Regions from separate parts of the Mus musculus genome. Here all the other regions are linked to region 2. Evidence: chromatin contacts called from public HiChIP or PLAC-seq and promoter capture Hi-C data. All regions are on one chromosome and are shown on one strand. The core of a region is the stretch at or near the end of the contact, and the rest is flanking DNA. Distances in the headings are between cores, read along the strand shown. Region 1 holds the start of D630039A03Rik (RIKEN cDNA D630039A03 gene). Region 2 holds the start of Ptgr1 (prostaglandin reductase 1). Region 3 overlaps Pakap (paralemmin A kinase anchor protein).

Evidence for each region. Promoter capture Hi-C pulls out the DNA fragments that hold promoters and counts their contacts. HiChIP or PLAC-seq counts read pairs in DNA pulled down with a chosen protein or histone mark.
Region 1: a contact with region 2 is called in an SMC1A HiChIP or PLAC-seq map of large pre-B cells, with 7 times the contacts expected there. The contact joins the promoter of D630039A03Rik here to the promoter of Ptgr1 in region 2. A contact is called at or near these places in 6 of 39 promoter capture datasets (3T3-L1-derived adipocytes, the HPC-7 cell line, frontonasal cranial neural crest and 3 more), 1 of 15 datasets of contacts at CTCF or cohesin (large pre-B cells), 2 of 484 Hi-C or Micro-C datasets (B cells and pro-B cells) and 1 of 115 datasets of contacts at active chromatin or transcription factors (large pre-B cells).
Region 3: a promoter capture Hi-C map of embryonic stem cells shows a contact between it and region 2, with 2.3 times the contacts expected there. The contact joins the enhancer-like site here to the promoter of Ptgr1 in region 2. A contact is called at or near these places in 2 of 39 promoter capture datasets (embryonic stem cells and pre-B cells) and 1 of 115 datasets of contacts at active chromatin or transcription factors (large pre-B cells).

The regions. Positions count from the first base shown.
Region 1 is chr4:57,914,504-57,917,646 of GRCm38.p6, forward strand. D630039A03Rik (RIKEN cDNA D630039A03 gene) reads right to left here and starts at 1,761. Exons shown (of 2, transcript NM_178727.2): 1 at 1,094-1,761. The coding sequence starts at 1,292. It overlaps Gm42293 (a long non-coding RNA gene), which reads left to right and starts at 2,005. Exons shown (of 5, transcript XR_881308.3): 1 at 2,005-2,234; 2 at 3,052-3,143.
Region 2 is chr4:58,985,649-58,988,730 of GRCm38.p6, forward strand. It overlaps Ptgr1 (prostaglandin reductase 1), which reads right to left and starts at 1,430. Exons shown (of 10, transcript NM_025968.3): 1 at 1,390-1,430.
Region 3 is chr4:57,671,993-57,675,004 of GRCm38.p6, forward strand. The region is part of intron 4 of Pakap (paralemmin A kinase anchor protein); the gene reads left to right. Among named protein-coding and RNA genes, the nearest start is that of Gm52699, 51 kb to the left of the region's middle. Within about 2 kb of position 1,734, at least 107 of the 459 cell types and tissues checked have an H3K27ac peak or open chromatin away from gene starts, as enhancers often do. A contact at or near this core is called in embryonic stem cells and pre-B cells, where this site is marked.

The DNA.
Region 1 (3,143 bases), core at 511-3,010, 1.1 Mb before region 2:
AGGTCTTCAGAGTAGGACCTTTTAACTTTCAGTTCCAGTTCCAGTCTATGGTCATACAGGACAAAGAGAAAGAGAAGCACACACACACACACACACACACACACACACACACACACACACACACACACACACACGGGAAGAGAAGGAGGGAAGGTGGGAGGAAGGGAGGGAGGGGTCCGTGGCCCCTAGCCAAATAGTGAAACCTTCTGCTAAAGCCCTAGACTGCAAATCCTTTAGCATAGGGTCCTCCTTCAAGCAAATGAGAATATTCAGGAGCACAGACAAGTTTTACACTTGTTTCCCCTTCCTTTTAAAAGAGGCTTTCAAGATTAATTTTATTTTTGCACGTAGAAATGTTTTTGCCTGCATGTACATATGTGCACCACATGCATGCCTGGTGCCTGTGGAGTTCAGAAAAGGATTGGAACTGGAGCGAGAGGGTTGCAAGCCACCATGTAGGTGCTGGAATGGACCCCAGATCCTCTCTGCAAGAGCAACGCTGTGATCTTAACCACAGCCCCCCATCTTTTATCTTTCCACCGGCTTTGGTTTGGTTTAGTCTGGAGGGGGCATGGGGGAAGGTAAACTCAGGCTTTGTCCCAAGCCTGTGCAGAACCGCTCTGTGCTAAGGTGTGATACCTATCACTGTAGAATGTAGAACTCTTTGCCTGCTTGAGCCCTGAATCCTGACTCAGCCAGTTGCTCTAAAATTGGGACTCCCCATCTTTCTTCTGCAAAGCCATTCTCTCTGTTTTGCCTGTGGATCCAGTCAGGAGGCTGACTCTCCATCATCCTACTTAGCCTAGTAGGAGGGTGCCAAGACTGCTCACCTGACCAACCAGTCAAGCCAGATCAGAATTAGGGGAAAATAGACACGGAGACCAGGAACAGTGGCCGTTGGCCAAATGCTTGGCAGAGAGGCCTCTGTTCCTTTGGCTAAGAAACAGGCTGGGCACAGCCACCCTGATCAAGCTTCCGTGGCTCGGTGCTGACTGGGTCAGCAAACAGCTTTTTTCTTCCTCTCCGTGGACTTTCAGTCCCCCCGGTTCCACCCACAGAAGTTCCCCCCTCTGCAACACACGCCCAGCCCTACCTTTAGGGAACACCATTAGGTGGGCCTGGGTCCTCTGCTGTTTCCTCAGACCTTCATACTGGGCACGAAGAAACTGGATGTTTACAGGAGGCCCTTGACCTGGCGCCTGAGTCCTGGAACCCTCAGCCATTAAGCAGGTCCCCAGTTCCAAGAACTTGGGTAGAGCAGGGCACGGGCAGGCCAACCCTTTCATCCGCATCCGGGAGAAGAGCAAACACTGAGGGCTGAGGCAGGGGGAGGGGAGGAGAAAAGAAGTGTAGACGGTAGCGTGAAAGAAAGAGAAGAAGAACAGGGAGCAAGGAGAGAAGCTGGCAAGATACGGGGGGAGAGAGAAGGAGAAACGGAAGGGACAAGATCGGGGAGGTGGGGAGAGGAAGAGTGGGGAACAGTTAGTTCTTAACTAAAGAGGAGGATTCGGAGAGGGGCTGAAAAGGGGGCAGCGGAAAGACAAGGAGAGAATGGAGTGAGGAGCGGTTAAGAGCAGAGAGTGGGGTGGGCAGGAGGAGAAGGTGGGGAGGGTTGAAGAGCCACAGGTAGGAGTTGAGCGAGCGAGGGATCCAGCTCAGCTGCTGCGCTCTTTCTCAGTCCAGGGAGCTTTTATTCCAGACGGCTTCCTTGAGTGATGGTCAAGCTTAGAAAGCCGTTCCGAGGGCCACCGTGAGATTCCAGTTTCCTGGCAGAGCCGAGCTGGTCTGAGGAGTGCCAGGTGCCTGCTCAGTTCACAGATTTTGAACTTGACTTAGCAGGTCATCAAAACCTGCTGGCTTAATGAGCAACCACCACAAAAAAAAAGAAACAGCTTCTGCAACTTCAAAAGCTGGGGCTCCGATGTGTACAAGGTCACCCTAAGGTTTGAAGGCAGCCCCCAGCACACCTCTCAGATAAAAACTCCGGCATAAAGTCTGCCATAGAGACAGAGTCCAGGGTAGCCCTGGCTTCCCGCCAACCCCACCTCTTTGACATTTGAGCAGCCTTTGTGGTCTTGGCTTTTTCCAACTAAGTAACAAGTGGGTGTTTATTTTGCCCACAGCTACGTGCACCCTCACCCCCTTTTTGCCAGCCCTATCATTTCTGCGAATGGCAGACACTGCCTCTTCTTACACTAGCCGTGATCTATCCCTGCTCTGCTCTGCTTACTCAAGTAAGTGCGATTCTTTCTCCTAAGGCAATCCTTACCACTGGCCACTCTTGCAGAGCAATGGGTAGGGGATGGAGGAGGGTAAATCTTCAAAGAGTAGTCAAGGTAGTTCACTGGGGCTGCCATCACAAAGTCTCACAAACTGGGTGGTTTAAACATCAGACATTGTTCTATTTGTTTCAGAGACTATAAATCCAAGATCACGTGTGATCAGAGTCCGATCCTGTGGGAGAGTGTTCTATAAACCTTGACTAGCTCCTGCTGGCTTGCTTTTGCAGCCTGGTGGCCTTCATTTTTATGAAGGAATCACTTCACCTTTGTCTCGTTGTAATGTTCTCATGTTGAAATTTTCCCCTTTTATAAGGACACCAGTCACTGGATTAGTGCTTAGCCTGATAACCTCATCTTAATTTAACTAATTAAATTGGCAATAAACCTACTTCCTAGTAGGGCACATTGCAGGCTCCAGATTTAAGATGGCAGCAAGAGAACTGGAACTGAGCTGGTAAGATTTAGCTTTTGTTGGGTAGACCATGACAGTACCATTCAGGGAAACAGGAAGGAAGGGAGAGATGACCGGGGAGGAGCAACAGGGGACTAGTTTTAGATGTTATAGTTGGGGTGTCTTTGATCTTTCTGGCAGCAGGAGGGAGCCAGATGGTGCAGGGTGCTTTGTGGGGAAATCTCACTTGAAAATGCCATTCGTTTTGAAAAAGATAATTTGTTATTGGGAAGATTTTATTGTTAGGAATATATAGAATCAAGAAGTGATCCTAGATTGATCTCTGCCTTCCTCCCTCGCTCCCTCCCTTCCTTTCAGGAGTTATATGTACACATTTGTACGGATACACATGCCCATGTGTGTGTATGCATGTGTGCATGGAAGTCAAAGGTTGATGGCACAGGTGTGGG
Region 2 (3,082 bases), core at 180-2,679:
TCGGAACCGAACCCTATACAAGTGATCTTAACGTCTGAGTCATCTCTCCAGCCTCCATGTCACCTGCCCTGCAAAGTAAGATTTTTTTTTAATTGACAAATTTAAACTTACCTTGATAGGACACAGTGTCTGCAATGTAGAGTGCCTAACATACCCATCGCCTTCTTTAGCTTCTATTTTCATGAGAAATAATCTGCTTGGTTTGAACTATTATTATTATTATTATATATCATTATTGTTTAAAGAGCCACACTCATGTTTCTGTACCCTTTCACAAATACTTTTAGCCCTTTTCAGCCTCTAATAACTATCATTTCACCCCATATTCATGAGTTCAACTTGTTTTTCTTTTTCTTAGATTTTTGTTTTGGTTTGGTTTAGTTTTTCTGAGACAGAGTTTTTCTGTATAGCCTTGGCTGTCCTGGAATTCACTCTGTAGACCAAGCTGGCCTCGAACTCAGAAATCCGCCTGCCTCTGCCTCCCAAGTGCTGGGACTAAAGGATGTGCCACCACTGCCCAGCTCAACTTGTTTTTCTGATTACAGCGCCCGTCTGTGTAGCCAAGGCTGGCCTTGAACTCACTATAGCAGAAGCTATCTTGGAACCTTCCATCCTCTTGCTTCTACATGCCAAGATATAACAGGCATGCTCGCTCAGGTTTAATCTAGTTTACTGTTATTACTAGTTCGTGTGTACATGATGCAGGTGTGTGGGTGAGGGCGCTTGCGTGTCACCGAGAGCCTAAAGCGACTTCAGGAGTGGGTTCCCGCCTTCCACCCGTGGTTTCAGGGATCGAACTCAAGTCATGGGACTTGTGTGATAAGCACTTTCACACGCGGAGACATCTATTTCACAGGCGGGTTTCCCTTGTGTTTTAAGAATACATAATTCCGTCTCTTTTTCCAAAAAGGCAGCGCCTGGTCCTTCTGAAGTCGCCACAGGTCTAGTAGGTCCCCCTTGCAAAGGGTCCTCTCCGTACATGGCCTGACTTGCAAGTGTAGCTTTCACTGCGCATGCGCAAATCCCCACCCCTGTCTTCTCTTTTGAATCAGTTTGGCAATCCTGCAAACTCTGTTGCCCAGGCCTTCCTGGGTGCTGGCAGTCGCGCTCCATGCACCCACAACGGAACAGGCAGCCAGACTTTGCCCTATTCCTAGTGCGGGTCTCAATCTCTTCAAGGGCGTGCAGGACCGCGAGACGACCCCGGCCTCCCTAACTTCCTAAGTGCAGAACCCAGGAGTCGCCGAGTACCGGTGGGGTGGATTGGGGGTGCCTGCCGTGCTCACTTGCTCAACCAGGCTCTAGATGCTCGGCGGGGAGAAAGAAGGGGTTGGAGGAGGGAAGAGAGAAAAGAGAGGGCTCAAATAGAGTAGTGTAGAGTCTACTTACACAAGCTCACAGAAACTCCTTCCCGGGAGACCGCTCTGAATGCTTCGCAAAGCGCCCAGGACTTGACTTATACTGGGCGGTCGGTGAGGGCGGGGCTTCTCCAGGGAGGGGCAACTTCTGGAAGCTTTGGAGCTTCTGCCCACACACAGCAGGGAAGGGACATTGGGAGGGGTGTGTGTGTGTGTTTAAATATTTTTTTTCTTTTTTGCTTAAGTTCACAATTTATGTTTGCATCAGAAGCAAAGAAAACAAGAAACTACTACACAGTTAATTCAGGAAAAATCCTACCACCTCTGGCCAGCATTAGTTAAGCCAGCTGCTGCTGCTGACTACTTCCTGTCGTGAGGCCGGTGCTAGGTTCTCTGAAACCTTAACAAAGAAGGTGTGCAGTCATGGCATCTAAAAATATATTTCGTAAAGAATAAGGTGAAATAAAATGTAGTTGTGGCAGTGGGGAGATGGAGTCTGCATTGCTTGCTTCCAGCAGCCTGGTGTCCCCAGATCAAGAATCCCGTTCAGGTTAAGTCCCAAAGACAGCTAGTTTATTAATGGTGAGGGAAAACACTTGCTTTCGATGTAAGGATGTAAGCAGAACATTTAGAAATCTATGCTCCCGGGCAATGCCTAAGTCACAGCGCTCAAAGAATATAATTTGCACCTAAGCTTAACTATGGAAGGGGGTGGGGTGCAAGCTGGTTTACTCTGTCCTAAAGACCGCCCTTCTGTAAAGGAAACGTTAGGGAGGCTTCCTGAGGACCGTTGCTCAGGCTCACGGCAGAGAGAGCACCCAGTTCATTAAAAAAAAAAAACAAAAACAAAAAAACAAAAAAACTCTTAAGTCACAAACATTCGTTGAACAATCTTGCTTGAGGTGATGGGCTCAGAACCCCCCCCCCCCCCACCACCACCACCTTCTCCTTAGGCGACCTTGACCTTTTATCTTGGAGTTTCTGATCCCCATAGGGAACCTACCCAGGTTTTTGAGCGATCAGCTTCTCTCCCTTCCTGTCCCTCTTATTTTCCATCTTTGTGTCTCACCTTAGGACCAGCCTGTGGGAGAATGGGTGCCAGATCTCAGCGACTTGTTCATTGATGGGTCACCAAGACTCAGGCTAACTTCCTAAGCCATGCCATAGTGCAAAAATGTTTTAACTCTTTAGTCGCCATCACCCCTTCTTTAGTCTCCGTCTTCTTTTCGTCTTCTTTGAATCCACGGTTTTTACTGTCACTGACTGCTTTTCATTCCTTTGCTCTGGTCATTCAGGAATACATAGAAAGGACTTTTCTGGTTTTTAACCAAATTGGAGTCCTTCTATTTCTTTGTTTACTTATGTGTTCATTTGGTTGAACCCCAGGCCTCACAGATGTCCAGTCTGTACTCTGCCACTGAGCTGTGTCCCCAGCCTCGAGGTTTTTTGGAAGGGGTGAGGGAAGTCTGATTTAATGTCACAGACATCTTCCAAATAGACAGATATAGTTTATTATTTGTTTATTCTATTGTATCGTATTATTCCCTAACTGAGGTATACAACCACTAATTCCTCAAGGCTGGAGTTGCTTCTTCTGGTGTTCTGCTCCATGACTACAATCTATAATGCACCCTTGTATGAAGAACTCCATTATTCTAACACCTTTATCTCCATAGGCATCAAGTATAGAATGTCTTTTGATTGCTAGGTTATACCCCACAATC
Region 3 (3,012 bases), core at 484-2,983, 1.3 Mb before region 2:
CTTAGCAGCTATAAGCACTGGCTGCTCTTCCAAAAAACATGGCTTAGATTTCTAGAATTCACATGATGACTTACAGTGTACAACTTCAGTTCCAGGGAATCCTATATCCTCAGTTGGCCTCTGAGAGTACTGCTTGAATGTGGCACACAGACATACATGCAGGCAAAACACCTATACACATATAATTTTACAAGTAAATAAACCTCAAAAAAATTTTAACGTTAACTTAGTGGAACTCCTAACCCCGCTTATTTAATAGAACCCAGCTAATACACCTCTGCCTAAAACAAGCAGGCTGCACAGATTCCCCCCGTCCCGTCCCGTGTGTGTGTGTGTGTGTGTGTGTGTCTGTGTGTCTGTGTGTGTCTGTCTGTCTGTCTGTCTCAAGCGTGACCAGTGTGTTCAGTTTCAGCACACTATGCCCTATAGCTTTAGCATTCTTAATCCTCCAGATCCCAACTCTGAAATGCTCCAAAGCTGGAAACTGCTTCATGTGTTATAATACCACAGTTGGAGAATTCCACACCAAGAGCCTTTGTTTCATAGGCAAAATGATTTAAAATATTGAGTGTATAAAATTAGCGTCAGGCTATGTGAATGAAGCCTATGTAGAATGTAACTAAGATTTCCATCCCATCTCCAAGGACTCCCATTACCCATGCTCAAGTATCCCAAAATCTGAAACCTAGAAGTCAGGAGTAGTGGTGATGCCTACAATACCAGCACTAGGTCTGTGGACACAAGAGCATCGGAAGGTCAAGGCCCCCTCAGAACATTGTGAATGCAAGGCCACACCAGCCTACACGAGACTCTGCAAAACCAAAACTGAAATTCAAGCATTCCTGGAAAAGTTTTTTCAGTCTGAAATTTTTAAAAATAAATAAATAAAAGACTTTTCAGTCTATGTCTCGCTTTCCAGTTCTTGAATTTCAAATGGTCTATCAGGTTGTCTCTCTGTCAGAAGGTTTTGCTTAAAAGCTTAAATCTGTCGCTAAATCATTTTGTTTTGATTTTTCCAGTTCTGGAATGGAAGTGGGGCTCTCGCAAACAAAGGGGAAGTGTTTCTGCCACTGAGCTACATGTCTTGCACAGTACAGGAGAAATCTTAAACGGCATTGTTTTTCTTTGGCTCTGAACTCACGTGTTACAAAAACTCTAATTTGGCTTAAGGAGTGCCATTCTCTGGCTTTGATCCCTACACATGAATCATTTTGCATCTGGAAGTTTCCATTGGGGAGTTCCTGATGTAAGGGAAATCTTAATCTTACATGTGGACTGAAAGTTCCAGAAATCCAAACCTTTCTCAGAATAGCATTTTCGTCATAATAGCTGTTTCAAAACACCATAATAAATATGGTAAGATAGTGGTCAGCTCAGCTGACTTAAGAGACCGCCTAGGATGCAGACCAGCCATCCTCACTGAAACCCAGTCCATCCCTGAGCCTTTACATGATCCAGCCACTAGGGGGCACACATGAGCCTGAGCCAGGGCGAAGCTGCTTCTACCTCAAAACCCTAAGCCGCAGCAAAAAGCGCCATAGGACCTTCTCACTGGCATTTTAAAGATAGAATGTTTCTGTTGTATCTGTGAGGGGGTAGACTGACAAAGAAATGTCAGAGAGGCTCCAAAGAGGCCAGCAGTGCTGGGCTGAGATGTGTCTATAGCCCTCCCAGGGTTCATTGTCGGGTGCCTGGGATCACTGGAAGACAAGCCTGTGTTTGCAGACTGTTCCTCCAGGTGTTTCCTGCTCTGGCCGGATGAGGGCGTTGAGAAGCATCTTAGCGGGTGCTTATTGTCCCTGTAGTGAGAACTTGTGGAGTAGAGACAATTTCAGTCCTTGGGAGATTTTTAAGTTACAGGCTTGATGTTCCTTGACTCACACTTAACCTTAGATCTCCAGTGGAGGAAGGACTACCTGCTGTCGAATTTCCTCCCCTTTCTCAGGAAGAGGAGCCCTGTGGGTCTCGGGCAGCCCAGCTGCTGTAGGAACTAGTCTGACAGGGAGGTGGGCTGAGAAGGGAGAAAGCCAAGGTCTTGCTGAACACACACAAATTCTAGACACTGGGCAACCCCATTCATTTTTAGGCACAGTCTCACAGTTGAATGATGCTTAATCTCTTCTGCCCCCCCCCCACCCCCCCAGCCTGTGGGCCACTGTAGCGCACAGCATTTGGTTAGGAAGTCACCAATGCCATTATAACGACAGCAAATAAAACTATTTGTTTTCCACTATGGCTCATACCACATTTGGTTCCGCACAGTCTTTCTAGAACATAGTCGATCCAATCACTTCTTTTAATTTTTTTTTAAAGTTTACATGTATGTATATATGTGTCTGTGTGAGTGCTTGTGGACATGTGTGCGCAGGAGCCAACAGAGGCCAAGAAAGGGTGTGGGATTCTTTGAAGCTGGAGTTCCAAGTGTTTGTGAGCCTTCTAACTTGGGTGCTTGGATCTGAACTTGAATCCTCACTCTTAACTGCTGAGCTCTCTGCAGCTCCCACCGCCACGACTTGCCTTTCAGGATCAACCTCCTTCCCTTAACCCCACCCCCACCCCGTCACTTCCTGTTCCTGTTCTGAAAGCTGGATGTAGTTCACCCCTTCTGAGATTCTCATTCCCACTTGCGCCTTCACTCTTCATTGGCTGCCAGGACTCCTAAACACATCTGTGCCTCGGTGATTTTTCTCCTCCCGTAAGATCTTACTCTAGGCATCAAGATTGTGAAATTCTGTCCTGTCCTTGTTTGGGTAGCTAAAGCATGTCCTGCCTCGTTTCATGTCAACTTGACACAAGCTGACATTTTGGAAGAAGGACCCTCAATTAAGAAATGCCCTGATCAGGCTGGCCTGTGGGTTCTCTCCCATATGCATTTCTTGCTTGATGAATAATGTAGGAGGGGCCAGATCAATGTGGAATCATGGCTGGTGGTCCTGGGTGCTATAAGAAGGCAGGCTGAGTGAGCCATGCATGAGAAAGAAGCAAGCCAGTAAACAGTGGTCTTCCATGGCT